2 separate regions of the Zea mays genome follow, and region 1 is linked to region 2. A link is a contact called in public Hi-C data. All regions are on one chromosome and are shown on one strand. Each heading gives the region's core, a stretch centred on a gene start, on an enhancer-like site or on the middle of the called end of the contact. The rest is flanking DNA. Distances are from core to core; before and after follow the strand shown.

Region 1 (4,094 bases), core at 1,378-3,877, 140 kb before region 2:
GAAGCGAGGTGGCCGGAGACGAGCGTGAGAGAGGTGGAAATCCCGCGGCCTTCGTGTTCGTCCCGCGCCCAGGTCGGGTGCGCTTGCAGTAGGGGGTTACAAGCGTCCACGCGGGTGAGGGAAGCGAGCGGCCCCAAGAGAGCGCCTGTCCCGTCCTCGTTCCCGCGCGGCCAACCTTCTCTAAGAAGGCCCTGGTCCTTCCTTTTATAGGCGTAAGGAGAGGATCCAGGTGTACAATGGGGGTGTAGCAGAGTGCTACGTGTCTAGCGGGGGAAGAGCTAGCGCCCTAAGTACATGCCAATGTGGCAGCCAGAGAGATATTGGCACCCTGCTGGTGGGATGATCGTGGCTGTCGGAGGAGCAACGGAGCCTGGCGGAGAGACAGCTGTTGGAGCGGTTGTGTCCTTGCTGACGTCCCCCTGCTTCCGTAAGAGAGCTGAGAGCCGCCGTCGTCATAGGGCATGCGGGGCGCCATCATTGCCTATCTGGTGGAGACAGCCAGATGGGACTCCGGTATTGTTCTCTACGGCCCGAGTCGGCTCGGGGTAGGGTGATGATGGCGCTTCCTGTTGACGTGGCGGGCCTGTGCCCTAGGTCGGGCGACGTGGAGGCTCCTCCGAAGCCGAGGTCGAGTCTGTTCTTCATGGCCGAGGCCGAGTCCGAGCCCTTGGGTCGGGCGAGGCGGAGGACGTCGGCAGAGGCCAGGGCGGTGTCCGAGCCCTGGGGTCGGGTGAAGCGGAGTTCGTCGTCTTCTGGGGCTGAGCCCGAGTCCGAGCCCTGGGTCGGGCGGAGCGGAGTTCGCCGTCTTCCGGGTCTTAGCCCGAGTCCGAGCCCTGGGTCGGGCGGAGCGGAGTTCGCCGTCTTCCGGGGCTTAGCCCGAGTCCGAGCCCTGGGTCGGGCGGAGCGGAGTTCGCCGTCTTCCGGGGCTGAGCCCGAGTCCGAGCCCTGGGTCGGGCGAAGCTTCCTATGGCGCCTTTGGCAGGGCCTGGCTTCCTGTCAGCATCACTCTGTCAAGTGGTGCTGCAGTCGGAGTGGCGCAGGCGGCGCTGTCCTTCTGTCAGACCGGTCAGTGGAGCGGCGAAGTGACGGCGGTCACTTCGGCTCTGCCGGGGGGCGCGCGTCAGGATAAAGGTGTCAGGCCACCTTTGCGTTAAATGCTCCTGCGACTCGGTCGGTCGGCGCGGCGATTTAGTCAGGGTTGCTTCTTAGCGAAGGAAAAGCCTCGGGCGAGCCGGAGATGTGTCCGCCGTTAAAAGGGGGGCCTCGGGCGAGACGGAAACTTCTCGGGGTCGGCTGCCCTTGCCCGAGGCTCGGGCGAGGCGTGATCGAGTCGCTCGTATGGACTGATCCCTGACTTAATCGCACCCATCAGGCCTCTGCAGCTTTATGCTGATGGGGTTACCAGCTGAGAATTAGGCGTCTTAAGGGTACCCCTAATTATGGTCTCCGACAAGTATGTTTGTTAAAAACTATATTATATTATTAATTTAATGATACTTATTACATATATTTAGTATGAATGTATTTTTGTGTATATATTTGTTGGAATTTAAAATTTGGCCTTGTGGAAAATTAGATGTGTGGTTATCCTGTAAAAAAATTATTTCTTTATATCTTGATTCTCGAATTTCGTATGTAAGTTTTTTTTTAATTTCTATGCCATATTATAATTTCTTATATAAGGTCTTTGGGTAAAAGGTTCATATTAATTTTATGCATTTGTGCGTGAAGACGATCTTATACATATATACGTTTCCTATGTAAAATACCACGCAAAAATATGATTTTGGCTGGTTTTGAATTGAAACCAAGCCCTTTATTTAACTTCTGCAAAATTAAAATCAAGTTAGAAAGTCTAATTAGCCGAAGAAATGCTTGATGGTCAGGTCGGGCTGCAGTGCTGCAATGCAAAGCATGGCGTAGCAAGTTCTGCCAAAGCCTTGAGCTATTGAACGGCACGCCTCTTCCCGATGCAGCGTTCGACAGGCCTCCGTCGCTGCCTCACCATGCAGGAAGGCAGGATGGCAGTCAAGGCCTCGTGCATTCCCAAGGCCCGTCGCTGCCTCTCCGACGAGCGCTGGGTGGGCTGCCGTGCCGTGCGCGTGCCACCCGCTCGGCTCTCGCTGCTGCCGCAGGAGCGGGGTACCAAACGCCCCACCCACCCACCGGCCACCGGATAGGCCGTGGACCGTGGTGTGGTGCCGTTTTCATGGAGCCCGGCCCGAGGGCCCCACCGCCCGTTGAGCGGCGCCGCTGCACACGTACGTCCTCCGCTCCACCCACCGCGAACTGTGCTGCCCCCACACACACGACACGGCATCGCTCGTCCGGCCCACACGTGAACCGCGCGCAGCCGAATCGTGGCCCGGCACGTCGCCTCCCGCTCCCGGGAACGCGGCGGCGTCCCTACCCGCCGCTGGCTGGGCAGTCATGTCTTGGGACCAGCCTCCAGCAGGCCCCATCCGTCATGCACGAGTGGGTTACCTTGGCACCTGCCGCCGAAGGGGACGTGCGGTATCCCTTTGGACAGTCGTGCGGCCGCGCGTGCCGCAGTCCGCAGGCTCGGTACGGCAGGGCGGTGGGGGTGACAGACAGGACGATTGGACGAGGCGTCCATGCTCTGGCAGTGGCAGCCAGCCATTGCGGTAGGGCTGGCGTCACGGCGCCAGTCGCGCGTCGCGCCGGACAAGACCAGTCGCACACTGTCCACAACGAGGACCCGCAAGGCGTCAAATCGCGCGGCGGCTGGTTCATGACGCCGTGAGCCCGCGCCCACGCCCGGTCAGCGACAGCCTCAAAGCCTTGCCCCAGAAACCTACCTCCCCGTTTCACGAGGCGCGGCCATTAGTAAAAGTCCACCGCCATCGTGCGTGAGGGGAGGAGGGGGAGGTGCTCAGGTGAGGCGACCAGGCCAGCGGTATAAAGAGCGAGTTACTACTGCTCCCACCACTGAGCCGTTGCCGTTGCCGTTGCCGAGACCAACGAAAGAGGTGCCCCCTGCCCGCCGGCCCGGCCAACCTCGCGAGAGCGTGCGTGGGGATGCAGCAGATGGAGTGGGACACGAGAGGAGGAGGAGGAGGAGGAGGAGGAGGAGGAGGAGGGCACGGTGGCGCTGTCGGGGACGGTGGGCCGAGAGGAGGAGGCCTCACAGTCGGAGGCGTTGCTGTCGGGGTAGCGGACCAGCAGCGCGTGGAGGCGCACTACCGCGGCGTCCGGAAGCGGCCGTGGGGCCGGTACGCGGCGGAGATCCGCGACCCCTGGAGGAAGACGCGCGTGTGGCTGGGCACCTACGACACGCCCGTCGATGCGGCCATGGCATACGACCGCGCCGCCGTCGCGCTGCGCGGCGCCAAGGCCAGGACCAACTTCGCCGCCGGGCGCGGCTCCCGCGCCACTCCCCCCGTCCAGGCTCGCCCGCTCCCGTACCCCGCGCTGGCGCCGGGCCACTTCGGCGTGCTCGACGGCGCCCGCTCGTCGCCCTGGCACGTCGTCTACCTCCCACCGCCTAGGCTGCACCACGCCGTGGCGCCGCCGATGCCTCTCGTGGCAGTGGCAGGGGACGCCGCCTCGTCGCTGCCGTCCACGGCGCTGGAGCTCCGGACAGGGCCCAAGGCCCTCCCGTTCGACCTCAACGAGCCGCCGTCGCTGCTGTTGGGCTCGCGGTCTCCATAATGGACGTGGAGACGGAGGTGATGGTAGGTCAGTAGTATCGAGTAGGGATCATCGACCATTGAACTAGGTGGTAGGATTGACTAGTGAGGGTAATCAACTGGTGGGAGTGGAGACCATCGCTCCGGTTGTATATATCTACCAGAACCTATTTTAGGAGATCTTGTCTTTCTCGTATTCGTTCATGTTCTTGTTCCCATCTCCTTTTCCACAAGTTCGTTTGGTGTCTCGTCGGCGGCGCGCTTTTTGCTGGGTATTTTGTTTGCTGTGGGGCCTTTTTTTTTCCTTTTCCTTCGAAACATGTGGCTACTTGAGACGAAGATTTGCCTTTGTCGTCTTCGTTCCTATTCTTAAATAGTCAAATTCACCGTCTCCTTTTTCCAAATGGTTTGGTGTCTCGTCGGCAGTGCGCTTTTTGCTGGGTG
Region 2 (3,546 bases), core at 550-3,049:
GACAAAGAAAGTTCATACGCAGGGCAGCTCTCCAGACACACGTGGCAGAAAACAAGGTTTTCTGAAGGCTGGAGCTGGGCTACAGAAGAGGAAAGCGTGATCACTGCTCCGCCACATCTGCCAGTTTGGTTCCACCATCAGCTTTCTCCCCCTTCCACCCTAGTCCAGGATGCGACGGCGCCGCTTTCTCGCCCTCGAAACCACGGGCATCCCGCAGCGAGGCCTCAAAATCGGTGGAATCAATTGCCGTCGGGAGGAGGCTGCCAATGTCATCCTTCGCTCCGAACCCGCCAGCCCGTATGACGTCCTCCGTAGAGATGGCAGCTTCCATGTTCACATGAGCTGCTGCATGGCCATTCAACGGACCGGTGTTCGTGTTTCCATCGTCTGAATCTGGAAACGTGTTCAAGGGCTCCTGGCCTTGGCTCGGAACACTGTTTGTCACTGCGTCTGGGTTCTTTTGTTGGGCTTGCTGTTCGTTGCTAAAGCTCTTTCCATCCATGCCTGCAATGAATTGGTAGATGTGAGGTTCCTAGGCAAGACACACAGGAGCAAAACGCTTACTTTTGGAACACAGAAATTTCACAGGGATCAGTTAAATCACTGGAAAAATGAAGGAAAAGGAAAATTTCCCACGTTCCAAAGGAATGTGAATAAAGGAGCATCCAACTGCTAGCAATTTCCAGCAGCTCCCTATCCCACTCCCTATCTCAGTCCCCATTTCAAACTCCACTCTGTAAACAGTGCATCTACAACGCAAAACAATGTTTTGCACGCTATTGCTGGAGTTGGCCTAAGTGACGTTGTGTATACATCATATTATCATTGAATCCTAGGAGGAGTGCCGTATAAACAAAAGAAACTAGCTCCTTCAAGAACAATAAAACTAAAACCCTCTCCACAGCAAGGTCAAAGTACACAGTTAGATAACCGCTGGCTATCCAATATATCGACTGGAGTATGGTTTTCATTGTAAGGAGACAGTTCCATTTTTTTCTCACGCGATCTGAACATTCAACCAGTTAAAGTACAACAAGAAATTCCTAGCTTATTGTGAATCAAAACTGTGATAATCGTCCACTACACATTGAGGTGAAAGTGAAACTGAAAACAAACATTGCCCATAAACTTCAATCCTAGAAAGCTGAAGAGATAAATCATTTACAGCGCATTCAATACTAAACCTAAAAGGAGAGAAATTTCCACTCAGATTATTAACGTGGGTGGTCTGCAGTCTGCACCTACTGTAGACAAATTGTGGGTCAGTACCAATCTATAACAATTCAGCATAAAGCCATTGCAACCACAAAGTTCAGTGAACTTGTGGCTCAGTCGGGATTCAGCGCGAAGTTGTTACAGTCTCGACTAGAACAGTGTTAGTGTATTACACACCCAATGCACTCTCCTACTCCACCAATCGCCAAGACGCTGTAATAACAGAACAGATTTGCCACTATCCGTCCAAACAAACCCAACCTTTCCCCTTCTAACTTTCTAAGCAACAGACATCGAGAAAACCCCCATGGACCCACCCACCTCCCTATCTCGATTTCCCAGCAAAGCTGCAAATCAGCGCACGCCGGCCGCGTCCAGGAGTCTTGATTTGCAAGAGAGGGATACTCAGGCGACCAAGCAAGATACCCGTCCCTAGTCCACACGAATCACTAGGGCAAGCCACCCGAAGTACGCGGAGAACCCAACATATAGCAAACGCATGATCGCACCTGCCGGGTTGATGAGCAGGCTCAGGAGGAAGATTCAGGAACTTACCTCTGCTCCGCTGCGATCTACGCTTCGACTATGGAATCGTTTCTCTTCGCTCACCGGTGTTGGCCAGGATGTTCTATTGCAGTCACGGACTGCATCGACACGTGCCAAGCGAAGTGGATACATGGCTGGCCCTATGCGACCGCTGAGCCCGATGGGCCACTAGACTGGGCCACGGTTCCTAGCCCAACAGCAGATTCACATCGTGCTCTATGAACAGAACAGAAAAAAAACGCAAATGCATCACTAGTAGAGTACTAGTGGGCTCAACAGCGTAGACAAATGACAAATCCATGACGCCGTGTAACAACATGCAATTTACATACTAACGAGTACTTTCGTTTCTTTCAAAATAAGTGTACATCTTATCTACCAAGAAGTTGAAATTTTAAAGTTTAACAAAAAATATAAAACAATACTATACGTATGAGTTTGTAATAAATAGTATGAGATGAATTAAAAAAATATTTATAGTAAACATAAACTTATTTAAAGAATAAATGTTGATATTATTTTTCTATATAAGATATTAAAAAATAAACAGTAAACGTGACGTGCGGCAGTTTTGCTACTCCAACAAAACGAAGTAGATCAGGGGAATGAAGGATGAGCCTACTACTAAAAGTGAAGAAGCGGGTAAGCCGCCTCCTCCCTAGACCTAGGGGGATCCCGCCGTGAAGTCGACGTGGTAGACCTCGCTCATGTCCGGCTGGAAGAGGCCGAAGTGCTGCTCCACGCCCTCGGCCTTGCCGTTCTCGTTGAACATGGCGAAAAGGTACGTCTCCACGGCCTTCCCTGGCCGGCGCGGGGTACCGCCGCCGACGTGCCGCACCACGTTGTTGTTGTACGCCGCGGCATTCTCCACGGTGGCGCCCTCGCCGCCGGCCGACGGCCAGCCGGTCTCCGACACCACCAGCTCCAGCCCCTGGACCCCGGCTTTCTCCACCGCGGCGTGCGTCGCGTCCACGATAGCGTCGAACATGTTGGTGTAGACCACCCCGGCGTCCGTGACCGACGACGCCGCGCCGGCGTCCGCCGACAGCAGCGCGTACCCGAGCGCCACCTGCCCGCCGCTGCTCGAGTAGGCGAAGTACGGGTATACGTTGACCAGCAGCGGCGCGCCCTTCGACGACAGGTACGAGACGATGGGCGCCATCACCGACGCGGCCGCCTCGGAGAATGCGCCCTGGGACGGCGGGTACGAGGCGCCGAGCACGCTGGTGGCCACGGCCGTGGTGACGGGGACGCCCGTGACCCCCGCGGACCGGAGCGCCGACTCCAGGTTCTGCATGGCCGGGAGCACCCGCGCCGCGGCGTCCCCCGGGATGACCTCGTTGCCGGCGTTGATGTACCGGAACTGGACGGCGCCGGCGAAGGGCTGCACGTTCGTGGCCACCCACGACGCGGCGAAGGACGGGTCGGACGCCAGGCGCGGGAGGTCCTCGTTCAGCGTGCCCAGGACGACGCCGACGCCGGAGCCGCGGAGCGCGTTCAACGCGTCCGTGTCCGGGTGGAAGAGCCGCACGTAGCTGATGTTCTTGGCCTTGTACATGGAGACGACCTGCTCCGGCGCCGGCAGGTTGTTGGCGACCATGCCGTAGTTCACGCCAATCGCGCCTTCAGCTCCTGCGTTATTAGTTTGATGATTGATGGCTCAGGATTAGATTGGATCATCAACTAAAACAAAAAAAAAGTGAATTTTATCTTCAACACGAGTAACCATCAATTCGCACAAAATTGCAAACTCAAAACTGTGCCCACTATGAAATGGTGAAGAAA

The links. A called contact is a pair of places that touch in the nucleus more often than the background predicts.
Region 1: a contact with region 2 is called in a Hi-C map of bundle sheath, with 3 times the contacts expected there. The contact joins the promoter of LOC103630552 here to the promoter of LOC100193361 in region 2. A contact is called at or near these places in 3 of 25 Hi-C or Micro-C datasets (bundle sheath and leaf).

Annotation. Positions count from the first base shown.
Region 1 is chr6:167,841,895-167,845,988 of Zm-B73-REFERENCE-NAM-5.0, reverse strand. It overlaps LOC103630552 (ethylene-responsive transcription factor 12), which reads left to right and starts at 2,627. Exons shown (of 1, transcript XM_008651603.4): 1 at 2,627-3,915. The coding sequence starts at 3,040. The coding sequence ends at 3,672.
Region 2 is chr6:167,704,341-167,707,886 of Zm-B73-REFERENCE-NAM-5.0, reverse strand. LOC100193361 (Mediator of RNA polymerase II transcription subunit 23) reads right to left here and starts at 1,799. Exons shown (of 1, transcript NM_001138493.1): 1 at 1-1,799. The coding sequence starts at 502. The coding sequence ends at 101. It overlaps LOC100501744, which reads right to left. Exons shown (of 2, transcript NM_001366933.2): 2 at 2,239-3,393. The coding sequence ends at 2,426.